Regions from separate parts of the Rattus norvegicus genome. Here region 2 is linked to region 1. Evidence: chromatin contacts called from public Hi-C data. All regions are on one chromosome and are shown on one strand. Each heading gives the region's core, a stretch centred on a gene start, on an enhancer-like site or on the middle of the called end of the contact. The rest is flanking DNA. Distances are from core to core; before and after follow the strand shown.

Region 1 (7,494 bases), core at 2,814-5,313:
ATGGGTTGGGACTGGGGGCACAGAGAGGCCTTCTACAGGAGATTAAGCTGCGGCCCTGTAGGCGAAGACCTTCTTCATGGTTCCCCATAGCAAATCTTGATGAAAAGAGACAGTCCATGGTTCTAAACACTTTATTGTCGTGGTGGAAAATGGATGCGTAAAACCATACCCTTCTCAGGGTAGGCCTGAGATTAAATACCTTTTGCAGGGAGGAATGTCTGGGAAGGGAAGCTTATTGGCTAAGGCCTCTGGTCCTCTAGTTACCTATTAGCATGGAGAACTCTGGTTTGAGCCTTTGTGACCATAAGACATGTTTCTTTTATGTGAGAAGCATGGCACATGTTCCAAGTCAGGAGTCTGGCAGGGAGCTGGGAGTCACCTAAGTCTCAGGTGTGTCCCCACTGAGTCTCGGGTCTCAGCCTGTTCTACCTTACCAAACTTCCTGGCATGGTTTTATATCCCACACCTGTGTACTTTAAGTTGCCTCTAGATGATTCAAAACCTGCTGTTAATACAATGTAAGTCTAAGTCTTACATAAATAGCTGTCACACTCTACTACTCAAGGAATAATAATAAGAGAGCCACTATCTTGTTATCACCAGTTTTATTCTTTAGAATGCTTTGGTCTGTGGTTGGTTAGAGCCACAGATGCAGAGGGTGCACACGGGAGGCTGATGCTATGCACTTTCAGCTCTGAATTGTCCTCTTTTCCTCTATCTCTTTCTACACCCCCACCTAAAACACTGCCACTCCCAAGGACATAGCCACAGTGACGCATGGCATGTTAGAAATACTTCACTTGCCCGTTGAAAAAAATGCGTCACCATACTTCATAGTGAGTTAGAAGTGAGATGGATTGTACCTTTCTGCACATCTATTTGAAGTTTTGGTGACATCTTTCAAATGATAGAGGATCCGTAGGAGAGACACACTAGATTTGGCATGTTCTGTTTATTTTTGCATGGCTGGTGAGGCCTTGGTGATATCCTTGCAGAACTCAAAGAGCACTCCCTCATGGAGAAGGCTTGTGTTAGCATTGCTAGAAGCAATGGATGACAGTCCTTAGCTGAGTTCACATACCCTTGTGTCATTGATGAACAGCGGGGGGCAGTGTCACCTGGAAGCTTCCAAATAAACTCCAAAATACGTTTTAACACAATAAAACTTCAAGTCTTCAATAGAATGAATGAATGAGCAAGCAAATATTAGCTTTGGGGATGAAATCTGCATTTAGTATTTATTTTTGTTATGGACATCAAGGGGTTAAATAAAACATACTTCCCTACAATATCTGGTATAACACATCTCAGCACTCTAGTATAATAAAGCCAGTTTCTACTCTCTTAACATTAGAGCCCATTTTAATTCTGAAGTGAAAACAAACTGAAATACATGAATTACTTTTGCTGCGGTTTTCGGTGTGAAAGTCAGATGGCTCGTACACACTTCACATGGCTTCCTTCCTTTGGTCATTGCTAAAGTCTCCTTTCTGACAAGCATGTTTTATTTTATTTAAATAAAATGTCTAAGACATATCTGAAAACTACAATGACTTCTGAGGTCTCAAAGCACTTACGGCTAGAATTACTCAAAGGAGCATGCAGCCTCAGCCAGCCAAGGGAAGCCAGCAAACATGTGTGCCTTTATAACACACGCAAGCATGGCCAGATGAGGAATAATACCCCCTTGAGATCAAACTCTGTGAGCAGCTTTACACACACACACACACACACACACACACACACACACACACACACAAAGGAAATATATATTAATATTTACTTTCTTGGGAGTAAATATATATTACCTACCTATCACATATTTACATTAAACTTCACCTGTCAGATCACATTGTAAAAATAGATTATTATTATTATCATCATCATGATCATCATCATCATCATTATAACTGTTCTCATACAGGAATTTAAGTATTCTAATTAACATTGTGCTTTGACTCACTAGAAAGAAAGAAGGTTTCCTCTGGCCTTGTTGGACATGAGTGGGAGAAGAGGCCCTTGGTCCTGTGAAGGCTTTGAGCCCTAGTATAGGGGAATGTTGGGGCAGGGAGGTAGGAGTGGGTAGGTGGATGGGGAAGCTCCCTCAAAGAAGCAGTGGGAGGGGGATGAGATAGGGGTTTCCAGAGGGGAAGCTGGGAAAGGGGATAACATTTAAAATGTAAATAAATAAAATATTCAATAAAAATAAATTTAAAAAAGAAAGGTTTCTCAGATGTCCACAATACAGGTTCACCCTCCTACCCTCATCAGGCAAATCAGGACCCAAGAAGCTGGGCTCTACTCCTTCTGGGCATTTGCCAAACCGAGCTAATTCACACAGTCAGCTAGAGGGTGACAATTCCTGCATTCTCTCCTCAAAGACGTTTGCATTGCTTATGGCTGGATATCTAGGGGCAGGATGCCACTAACCCCTGGTCTGTTGGTAAGCAGAGAGCAGATATCCATGGCAAATATCTCAGGTAGTGGTCAGATGCTTTGTTGACAAAAGAGGGCTCACCATCTGGAAGGCTGGAAATCGGAGACTAATTTGAAAAAGGGGGGGTGGCCTCGAGGTGTCTAAATTTCACTCTGGTTCAAATGTGGGTTTCTAACTCAGGCTTAATATGATCTAAGAGTCAGTCTCCGGGGAACCCTCGGCTGAATTTGAAATTTGTGCCACAGGACAAGTTTCAAATTTCTCTAAACCCCAACTTGCTTATTTGTCAACAGGAGTAATGCACTGGTAGAGCTGTGATTAGTACTTGGAAGAACGCCGCTCGGATCGCAGCACATGGCATGCAAGACAGAAAGGGTCCCATACACGGGAGTCCTTGTCACTTCACTTCATGAGTTAAGACTGATTAGCTCTGCAGTCATAACATCTTTAACTAGAAGGGACTCTCGGGGTCTCCCAGCCAACTACGCCTTTCTAGCATCCAGCCAAGCAGAGGTAACTATGCAGGACCCAGGACTTCTTCCAAGATACTCAGTGTTGGACAGAAACCCTCCATTAGGGCCATTGCCAACAAAAGTGAGGATGGAGGTGGTATAAAGTCACGTTTGCCAAAACAGGCCGTGTGTATCAAAATACAAACTAATTTTTTTCGTGCATGATTGAGTTGCCAAGTGCTGGTTGTCCTCCTGGAAACCCCCACTGAAGGTGACACCTTCCTAAAGACGCTTTGAAAACACGCTTCCTCCAAAATCTCTCACCGGGCACAGCTGTTAAAATCCAGTCGCCAGGTAGATATGAGCAATTTCTTTCCAACAAAGCTAATAGAAGAGAGGCTGCTCTGGAAGCCTCAGTTTGCCTCACTTATGCCTGGAAAGTACACGGTGACACTCAGCTGGTGCCTGGCACCGGTGGAGGTATCATTGACGCACTGAAGACCATGCCAGGAGTCACAACTGTGCCACCTGCATTCTGGCTAGGAATCACAAGCCTGCCAGGAAAATTCAAACAAGCCTGGTTTGTCCTTTCCTGATCCTGGGGGCTAGAGGACACCGTTAACTATCGGCTCCACCTCCCATCTGCAGCTCAACCTTGCTCGCAGAGTCATTGTCTCCCCCCTAAGACCCATGGGGTCCCCTTGCCAAGTGGTACCAATAAGGAGCAGCTGCCTTCCCAACTCGATTATTAAGGACTTTGATGGATTCTGTTTTCCCAGATTGCTTCTCTTCCATATCCTTGAGAGAACATCGATGCCCCATGGAAGGAAACAAACATTATCGTCACTGACCTTGGAGTCAAGAGAGATACTTTTTCAGGCTTAGGGACTAATAAAATGGTGCCGTCTAACCTCCACATTATGCTTGTCCTGGAGCATGTACAAAACACACACACAAGCGCACACAGCTTCCTAGCGAGCGCTTCTGATCACAGTTACTTTCTCAGACCTCTGATTAGCTGGTTTCAGGAAGGAGCTGCTCTCCGGTCTATGTATGGATAGACAGCGCTAGCCTCAGTCCTCCAACCAACAAGCCTCTCATTGTAAGGCACGGTGGGTCCCAGTGGATGTCAAAAGCCCCATTCTATGCTCGGTGGATCGTTCACATAAAGGATACCCACACACACTCTGCTGCAGACAGGGACAGACCTAGCTCTGCAGATGTCCCTGCCGCCACCCTGTCCCTTTCGCCCATCACAAAAACTTGGGTCTCTTTCCAGAGACTTGCACAAAGCTCGATTCAGACTCTGCCTGTAACTGGTGCATACTTGGCCTGCAGATGGACAGAGATGGAGAAGAAGGGGTCCCAGTGTTTCTCCACACTTGCCTGGGAAAGCTTGGGAATTCCTGGCTTCTTTACCAACTTTAGTTCTGGCTTGGAGAGAGAAAAAAAAAAAAAAGCAGCAAGCCAGAAAGTTGCCAATGGTTTCATTCAGTCCGTGAGACTGGGTTATTGCAAGTCTGCTCGTGAGACCACCAATACACAAAAGTCAGGAAATCCAGGAAAGCCATTCCCACACCCACTGATGCTTCCCACACATAGATGACCCTTGTCCCTGCCTGGGCTCTAGACTCTGGGCACATTGGTGGAAGCAATGCTGGGGTATGTCAGTCAGGGATTGGGCTAACGGGGGGAGGGGTGACCTCTGGGTTACATTAAAATGTAACTCTTATTAATCAGTTATTTTAAATTTGATCATAAGCACTGAAGAGTACCCAAACGGTTAGTGAAAGGCCTGATAAAATGTTTACCACACAAACAAACATCTGTCATCAGTGTTTGGTCAGGAAGTTTGGCAATGCCAGCACTCAGAAGCCATGCACATACTCTTCCCCATCTCCACTGTGATAATGAAGGCTGGCGATAGAGGCTGGAAAGGGAATATAAGGTAAGGAGAAGCTAACATGAGAGGAGATGTGATAACACATTAAAATGTCCCTGGAGGTGTGTGTGTTGTGACAAGTATATGTCATTTTGTCACTGGAGAGGCTGGGGTGGGAGGACTGCAAGGATGAGACCAGCTTGGGCTCCATAGAGCAGTCCTGTCTCTGAAAAGCAAAGAGGGTTGGGGGGGAGGAAGAGGAAGAAGAAAAGGTGAGAAGAGGAAGAAGAGGAGGAGGAAGAAGAAAAGGGAGAAGAGGAGGAAGAGGAGGAGGAAGAGGAGAAGGGTGAGAAGAGGAGAGGAGGAGGAAAGGAAGAAGGAAAAAGAGAAGGGGAGAAGAGGAGGAAGAAGAGGAGGAGGAAGAAGAGAAGGGGAGAAGAGGAGGAAGAAAAGGAGGAGGAAGAGGAGGAGGATGAAGAGAAGGGGAAAGAGAAGAGGAGGAAGAGGAAGAAGGAAAAGAGGAGAGAAGGAAGGAAGGAAGGAAGGAAGGAAGGAAGGAAGGAGAGAAAGGAAGGACAGAGGGAAGACAAAAGGGGGTGCAGGAAGGACAGAGATGGGCCAAGGAGAAGGTAAAGAGGGAGAGAGGGAAAGAGAAGGGAGGGGGAGTCTCACACTATGGCGCTTCCTTGACAGGCCTTGTTCAGTTGCTGTCCCTGGATCTGAAGAGCAGAGCACAGGACAAGGACTTCGGGTCCTCTGGAAAGTGCACAGATGCTATTTCCAGAAACAGATAGGCTGTTCTGGCAAACTTTCTTCCAGGCAGAGACTCCTGGAAGAGGAAACACACATAGACATTCTGCCCTGCCCTGCCACGTTGGCTAGGGTGGAACCACACCAAGCCTCTGGGGCAGGTCTGGAATTCCTGGTGTTATATAGTGACGGCCTCAGGTTTGAAACCTTCCGTCTTGGAGGGACGCTAGTTAGGACTCAGGAAGTTCGAAGTGGAAGTGAAACACTCCATCCTGCAGAGAAACTGCTTAAACAAGTAACTCAGTAGCTTCGGGAAGTCCTTGAAACAGGTTCCTCCCTCCCCAAACTTATGTAAGCAGTGTGGATGTCCTAGGGCACTGAGCTTCCTGGGAAAGGCGGAGATGTGTGTAGAACTCGTCAGAATCCATCCAGGGCACTGCTGCTCCAGGCCTGCACAGATCTCTTCTTTCTGAGCGTCAGTCTGGGCCCGCTGTGGGTCAGAGGCCTTCCCGCCTTTTCACACAGAAAGTTTGGCACATTCTGCAAGGTTAGTGTTTCTGGCCCATGAGTGCCTAGCCCTCATCACTGCTTCCTCACGTAGTTCCAACTGTACCACACTGCATTCTAACTCTCCCTTGTGACACTTGCCCCACTGAGTGGGCCGATTCCCTTCTATCAGCATCAGCTTTCTCTAGGTCTACAATGGATGATGGATGATGGACGGACGGATGGATGTGTCGCGTGTAGTTTTAAAATCGCTACCGCCTTTGCCCGGGTTGCTGCGCTACCAGCCCAGGTGACCGCGTTACCAGCCCATTCCCTCGGATAAAACACACACACACACACACACACACACACACACACACAAGTTATTACTTTACAACTTGCCTGCAGGCACAATTGCTGGGCGCAGATATCTCCCGCCTGGAAAAGCGTGCCCTTACCCACGTATTATCTCCTTCTCTCCACCTGCCCGAAACTTAATGGCTAGTCCTACCTAGCCCCTGCCAAACATCTTTAGCCACCCACCTGTAGTGGAGGCCACAGGCCCAAGCTCTCCCCAGACCTCACGTGATTGCTGCATTCTTCTAACTCCAAAGCATGGCAGAAAGAGCCCTCTCCTTCCTTGTGTATCCTTTTCCTCCTGGGACCGGGAAGTCCCACCTGTACTTTCCTCCCAGTAATTGGCCCCCAGACTTCTTTACTGACAAATCAAGAACCAATTGGGGAACAAGACCTTTTCATCAGAATCTCCCCTTTCATGGATGGATGGATGGATGGATGGATGGATGGATGGATGGATGGATGGATGGGTGGATGGATGGGTGGATGGATGGGTGGATGGATGGATAGCGGATGAATATGGATACTGGAAATTGTTTCATAAAACCTAAAATGGTTCATTTCTATTCATTTTTTAATCTTCATGCACTCCTTGTTGTCTGGATCTCAAGCTGTTCCTTTTGCCCCAGACCCCATCCTTACCCTGTAAGAGGATACCTAGGTCTTTGCCACTTCAGCGGCACCTAGAACCATTCCACATTTGCCATGTGACTGGTGAGGAATTTGTCTTCCTTTCAAGTATCATTGTTCTTTCTGACTAACTTTCAGGGTTGACGGTTTGGGTAGATGGGTGCTTCTTTCTTTTACTTCAAACAGCAAATATGGGGCAAATAGTCTTATGGGGGGGTAGGGAGGAATTATCAAATGTGCCAGAGAATTGCTACCCAAAGAGCAAAGGCATAGGGGTTAGCCACTCACCCACACTGCTCCTCAACAGACGGTTGAACTATAGGGATTCTGGGAAACATACAGTGCATTCATTCGATGAAACACGTATCCAGAGCTGCTTCATGGCCAGCTGACAGCATTCTCCATGGAGGAAGAGTTTGGAACCACACTCCTAGGATACAAGGCATTCCGAATATACGTGGAGAAAGTTCACAATAAGACACAGGGACTGAGTAAAGTGT
Region 2 (6,983 bases), core at 1,343-3,842, 220 kb after region 1:
ACATACCACAGGAGGGCATCAGATCTCATTACAGATGGTTGTGAACCACCATGTAGTGGCTGGGAATTGAACTCAGGACCTGCAGAAGAGTACTTGGTGCTCTTAACCACTGAGTCTTCTCTCTAGTCCATATCAATTGAATTTTAAACACTATTTGGGGAGCTGGCTGCTCTTCCAGAGGACCCAGGTTCAATTCCCAGCACTTTTATTGCAATTCACAAGCCATTTGTAACCCCAGTTCCAGGAATATAACACTTCTTCTGACCTACCTCTTCTGGTACCATGCATGTGTGTGGTACACAGGCAAAATACCCATACACCACCTAAGTTTAAAAAACTAAATATTTAAACAAGGCATTATGATATGTGTGTGTGTGTGTGTGTGTGTGTATGCATGAGCACTACACATACCATGGTGTGCATGTGGAAGAGAAGAAAAGTTTAGAAGAGTCCATTTTCTCTTCTACCTTTTGAGTCCCGAGTGTCAAACTCAGATCAACAGACTTAGTAGACTTAGTGGTGGGTGGGTGCCTTTACCCACTGAGCCATCTCCATTGCCCACTTCTGCTTTTTCATCCCTATATTGTAATGGAGGAGGGGGAAGGGAAGGGGAAGAAAAAAGGAGGAGGGGGGAGGGAGAAGGGGGGCAGGGGGGAGGGAGGGGGAAGAAAAAAGGAGGAGGGGGGAGGGAGAAGAGGGGCAGGGGGGAGGGAGGGGGAAGAAAAAAGGAGGAGGGGGGAGGGAGGGGGAGGAGAGGGAGTGAGAGAGAGGGGGGAGGAGGCGGCAGTGGCCAGGGCTGTCATTTGAGGAAGCTACAACATTTTAAATTTTCCCTTACATTTATCTGGTCCATTTCCCATGCCTGTCCCCTCCCATCCCCAACACACTAGCACAGATTTAAGGAAGGTCTGTAAGATAAATTTATTTAGCACCAAATCTCATTTGGTAGAAATCCCTCTAACAGGAAATGAGCTCATGTCTCTTGAAATGAAGCATGTCATTAACTTCATCTTCTTTTTTGGAGGTTTCTGTCCCTGCCTTTGCCATTCCCTAGTCTTAACATACTCATTGAGTAGTCTATTAAATGAAACCAGTTATTGTATATTGTGAAGAAGGCATGACAATGAAGCTAAAATACCGTTTACACAAGCCCGTTTTAACTTCAGAATACTTTTCCTCCATCCAGCTTCTTAGCAAGCAAATACTGAGTTTGTTCAAAGTTCTCTGAACATTTTCCATTTGCTTATCTCTTATTTCCTGTGTTTTTTGTCTTCTTCGTTGTCTTTTCATTCCTTCATTTTAAATAAAATCTTCTACACTGAGTAAAATAGAACAAGCACTTTTATTAATTTACAAAGTTAGGAGGCACTGTGTTGAATTTCACTACTGCATTTCATACAGACATAGCATACCTTGTTATTAGTCCGTGTTCTCCCTAAACTAGTCTTTATCTTATTGTTCCAGTACCCAGAAAACGTCTGTAGGGTAAAAGAAAATCCTTTCGGTTTGCTCAGAAACGGGGCTGCTCGGTACTTTCTAATTTCCCTTTACTCCAATATTAGACTCAATCAGAAACACTCTTAAAACAATTTCCATATACTTTTCAAAAAAATACAAGAAGTGTAATTCAAGGGCGGTTTGAAAGGTATCACCTATTCTAAGGCTTTGAAACACAAAAGGACATCTTAAAATTTTAAATCTAGAATCAGAATCAGTATTTTAACAGTGGAAACAAACTCAAAAAGCTAATTCAGTCTAGTAGTTTTTACTCACGTAGAAAACAAGCATTAAGACAAGATAAACCTTCCTCTATTCTACACCACACGCTTTTTTAATAGACTAGTTAATTTTGCCTAATTAAACGAACTGTCACAGGTTCTAATTAACCTTACAGACAAAACGAGTTGTTTTTACAAGTTGGCCCTTTTTAATTCCCTTAATATCCATTTAAAAAGAAACCTTTACCTCGAACACAACAATTTTATTTCCTGTTGGAAGACCGTGTGTTTTTTAAAGCGCACCTCGACACCTTCGCCCAAATCCGCGACCTCAAACAACTTAGCTTTCCCTTTCTGGGGTCCCCAGACCGCAAGGCTGGGGCAGTCGGGCGCAGGGCCTCGCCCGCACCATTTTGACCCGGGAAGGGCGGGACTTAGACGTCCAGCATTCTCTGCGCCTCTGCCAATCACAGGGACCGGCCGGCTGCGGAAGCCGGGCCTCCCAGGCCGCCCAGGCCGGTAACTCCGAGCGCAAGTCGCGGCGGCTGCGCGGCACTGGCCCTTTAAGCCCACGTTCTCCGGACTGCGACATCCGGGCACCGCGGGCCGCGGCCTCTGCCAGAGCCCGGTGGTCCGCAAAGCGGGGGGTTGGCGAGGGCAGAGGGCCCCCGGGACCCAGCCTAGCCCGATGCAGTTCAAGGACGCCTCGGCAGGACACCCGAACGAGGGTCACGGAAGCTTTCCTGCGGGGCCGCGCCGCGCGTGCCCGCACCGCTTCCTGCGCGCGCCCTGGGGGCGGAGCTACGCGAAGATAGCCAATCAGCGATGGTCATTTTGGGCCCGCCCCGGAGTCCTGGAGAGGGCCGGACCATGGGGAGGGCGGGGCGTGGGGAACCTGCTACCGGAGGTGGGGAATGGGCGGGGAGGAGCTGGTGGTGCGGTCCAGAGTCCCCGGTTCTGTCTCAGTCTGCGGCTTGGCAAAGCTGGGTGAGTTACGCACCCTGTTCAGAAAAGCGGTTCCTCAGAACCTTCCACGGGCAAAAATTTGGAAAGTTTGCACTCACTGGTGAAGTACGACTGTCTCCGGTTTCAATGTTTTGAAAGTGGATGCGTATTTTTAACGCGGTATTTATTAAAATTGCAAGCTAGTCATTCTAATGTTTAAACGCGGGAGTTGGAATAAACAAGCACGGCACTTTTTAAAATCAAACACGTTTCTATGAAATAGTCTTCCAAGGGGGGGGGAGATCAAGCAAGATTCTGTGTCAGCGGTCGGATGCATTCAGCTGATTTGTGGGCGGCACAGAGGTGTTGGTGGAAGGTTATTTCCAGGATTCACGGTGAGGTAATGGTGACCAACTCCTGCCCCAAAATCTCATTTCCCGTCCTTCAATCAGAGCGCTGGAGCCCCTACCTAATTCACTGCTGGTCTTAGGATTCAGAGTATTTTTGAAGTAAAAGAAAATAAATGCTGTCGGGCTATGCAGGAGACTGCATCCTCTTGCGGATCTCGTCCCTCTCGCCATGCGCCCTCCTGCTTCCAGACCACCTCTGTTCTGAAATCCAGGCGATTTCACTTGGAGGCTGGGAATCTTTTTACCTGGAGCTCAGCACCTGTCCTCAGACCTGCGTTTCGTATCTCAGCCATGGCAGCTCTACTTGGTCATCAGCCCTTCGCACCGCCTCATCCAGCTCCAGAATCCGTTTTCGTCCACACTTAGGCTCAGGGCTCCCGCCACTCTGGTTCGTGCCCCTGGAGTTTCCACTCGGATCCCGGCAGTTACCTGCCCACTGCGCGTGGCCCGCGCCTCTACCCCTCCCCCACCACCACAGTGGACTAAATGGATGGCGGTCCTTTTAATCCGATCACTTCCCTCCCGTTTTAAATCTTTTAAAGGAACGGCTGTGGCCCTCAGGATAAAAATCCCTTCTCCTAAGATTAGCTTTACAAAGTCCATTCAGTGCTCTATCTGCCTGGGTTTTAACCCCAGGTTCTGTCCTAACCTTTCCCCTGTTGCCTTCAATCTGAAATTGCTTTCAGTTTTCCGTGAGACTATCCAGGGGCTGCCGCACCTCCCTGTCTCCGTCTAGTGTAGTGGCTTTCTTCTCTTCTCCAAAATGAGAACTAGAGAATCTCGATGCTGCCGTGCCCTTAGCCCTTAGTACCGAGTTGTGAAGACCTCCCCTCTGGTTGTTTTATCCAACTCCTTTCCCCTCATAGCTGCCTGCTCACCATTGTTCCGAGTTTCTGGGGTGATCTTTGCAGTGTCTGGTCAGAGGACAATAACCCTTTTAGCATCCACACTGACCAACAACCACTGTAGCCTTAGACATTGTGGGTCGTTGCTATATTTTTCTTTTTGGAGTGCTGGGTAACAAGTTTTGAGAAACTTTATATATACATAACACGATACAAGTTTTAAGACACGAGTTTTAAATTAGTGTGTTTTGTTGATATAAATCTCTTAGCAATGACGTGTGTTGTGTGGCTTATTTCCGGGTTGAATCTTACCTATGATCAGAAACCCTTCTTTTAAGCACAGACTGAAGGTTTAAAACTCAGCTGAAATGTATGCCCCAATAATGATCGAGAGAAGAGATGGGGGAAGGAGGGGTATGAAGCTGAGAATTCTACTTCCTTGCTTGCAATCGCTTGGTACAATTACTATTGATATGTTAAGAAACTGCCCCAACATTGTATTTTTAAAAATATCCGGGTACTTTTAATACTTTTCCTTAATATGAACTGTTACTGACTATAACAAATCGAAACTCTCATTTTTCTGTTCTAAGGTGGCCACGATGACATACCTGCCTTTAGCAATGTAGTATTTTTAAACATGGTCCCGCTATTCACTTCACAGTAAAGTTAAACAAGAATTCTCTGTTAGGGGGTTGGGGATTTAGCTCAGTGGTAGAGCGCTTGCCTAGCAAGCGCAAGGCCCTGGGTTCGGTCCCCAGCTCCGAAAAAAAAGAAAGGAAAAAAAAAAAAGAATTCTCTGTTAGAGCAGCGGTTCTCAAGCTGTGTGTTGTGACCCCTTTGGGGTCCAACAACTCTTTCAGGGGTCACCTAAAACCATTGGAAAACACTGATATTTATATTACAACTTGCAAAAGTAGCAAATTTGCAGTCAAGAAGCACCAATGAAAAGAGTGTTATGGTTGGGAGTCACAAAATGAGGAGCTGTATTAAAGGGTCAAAGCATTAGGGAGGTTGAGAGGCACTGGGAGGACAAGGGACTTAGGCATAAGCACTGTGGTTGTTCCTTGGCCCCTTGATGGCTTTCCTCTTAACAGTTCAACCAACCTGTTCACTTGTTACGCTTTGATGCAAAGAGTAGACTTTAGTTTTAAAATACAGGTGAAAGAGAAAGGAATGAGTTTGTTGAAATACATACATATACATACATACATACACACAAACATACATTTGGAAAAAGTACAAAGAAATTAGTTTGTTTCTCATGCTCAACTGCTCTCAGAGCCTTAAGATCTTTTATGGCCCCTCTAATTTAAACATTACAATTAAAAACAATGTTTAAAGCATCATAATTATTTACTACCCCTACAGAAGAAATATTCTGCATATCTCATCTGCCATTTAAATGACTGCTATAATTAGATGATACAGCAAAATGATGCCTAAAAATGGCTTCTCTCCAGGGGTGCTGGCACACGCCTTAATCACAGCACTCAGGGTGAAAGAGGTGGGCAGTGGCAGGGGGATCTTTGTGAGTTCAAAGTCAGCCTGGTCTACAAAGCCAGTTCCAGGATAGCCAGGGTTCAGTTAGAGAAACCCTGTTACAAAAACCCATTTAAAAAAAAAAAAAAAAGGCTTCTCTTGGGCTGCAGAGATGGCACAGTGGTTGAGAACACTGGCTGCTGTTTCCCAGAACTCATGACTCATGTTCAATTCCCAGCACCCACATGATAACTGACAAACTATCTGTCACTCTGGTTCCAGGGGAACTGCCAACATGGTATGATAGCATATATGGAGGCAAAACACCCATATATACAAAAATAAATATTTTTTTAAAATTAACATTTGTTTGGAGGCTTGCAAAATCGGGATTAGGAAAACATTTAAAGTCTCTGGTCTAAGTCCTTTCAGGGAAAAAAAATGTTTATGGTGCTCATTTGGCAAAAGTCCAATAAATACACACATTTTCGTTTATCTTTTCCTTATTATAACTTTTATTATGTCAACTTTATTCGTATGAGTGTTTTGCTACATGTGTGTTTGTGTACCACATGGTGTCAGACACACCATAACTGGAGTTAGAGGTGGCTGTGAACCATGTGGGTGCTAGGAGTTGAACCCAGGTCTTCTGGAAGAACAGGTTGTACTCTTACCTCTTAGCCATTATCTTCAGCCTCCCTTTTAAAAACACATGAAAAAATGAGCATTTCAAACCTGCTGAATAGTAAAGAATTTTCTTAGTATTTGTCAAACTGTTTTGAATAGGTGTGCACACAAGAATTCATATAGAAACTGATGGTATTTTGGCAGTAGAAGCAGGACAGGTCTGATGTGTGAGCCCTGAGATCCATTATTGCCGCTGCTGCATTTGTCACTCTTAGCAACAGTTGCAAGTCCAATGGTTACTAAAAAGAACCTGCCAGTCAAGAATTGCTATGGAGAGACAGGTGACCTAGCATGGGAAAGTGAAAAGCATCAGGTGGAGCCAAGTCTGAGGCAGCCAGCCCCGCCTACCTTCTCTGTTCTGGATACTTTTCCTGTTGCTATGATAAATGCCTTGACCAAAAGTAGCACAGCAGGAAAGGGTTTATTCCACTTTTGGGTTACAGCCCATCAACGGGAAAGGAAGGCAGGAACTTAGAGGCAGAAACTAGAGACATTGAAGACTATTGCTTACTGGCTTGTTCTCCATGCCTTGTTAATTCCACTTCCTCCTCTTCCTCTTCCTCCTCCTCTTCCTCCTCCCCTTCCTCCTCCTCCTCTTCCTCCTCCTCCTTCTCCTTCATCTCCTTCCTCCTCTTTTTTCTCCTTTCTTTTCTTTCTCCTTCCTTCTCCTCCTCCTCCTTTTTTGGTGGGGGAGAGCGGGGGGAGGGGGGGCTTGAGACTGTTTCTCTGTGCAGCTCTGGCCATTCTGGAACTCACTCTATGGCCCAGGCTGGTCTTCAAATTCAGAGATCCACTTGCCTCTGCCTCCTGAGTGCTGGTACTAAAGGTGTGGGTCACCACTGCCCAACCATCCTGCTTTTTCATACATTCCAGGGCCACCTGTCCAGAGTTGTCAC

What was found. A called contact is a pair of places that touch in the nucleus more often than the background predicts.
Region 2: a contact with region 1 is called in a Hi-C map of Schwann cells, with 4 times the contacts expected there. The contact joins two enhancer-like sites. A contact is called at or near these places in 1 of 12 Hi-C or Micro-C datasets (Schwann cells) and 1 of 1 datasets of contacts at active chromatin or transcription factors (oligodendrocytes).

The regions. Positions count from the first base shown.
Region 1 is chr5:26,356,483-26,363,976 of GRCr8, forward strand. No RefSeq gene overlaps it. Among named protein-coding and RNA genes, the nearest start is that of Rab2a, 110 kb to the right of the region's middle. Within about 2 kb of position 4,064, at least 50 of the 93 cell types and tissues checked have an H3K27ac peak or open chromatin away from gene starts, as enhancers often do. A contact at or near this core is called in Schwann cells, where this site is marked.
Region 2 is chr5:26,576,824-26,583,806 of GRCr8, forward strand. It overlaps LOC134486917 (a long non-coding RNA gene), which reads right to left and starts at 5,706. Exons shown (of 2, transcript XR_010066483.1): 1 at 1,966-5,706; 2 at 897-1,318. Within about 2 kb of position 2,593, at least 85 of the 93 cell types and tissues checked have an H3K27ac peak or open chromatin away from gene starts, as enhancers often do. A contact at or near this core is called in Schwann cells, where this site is marked.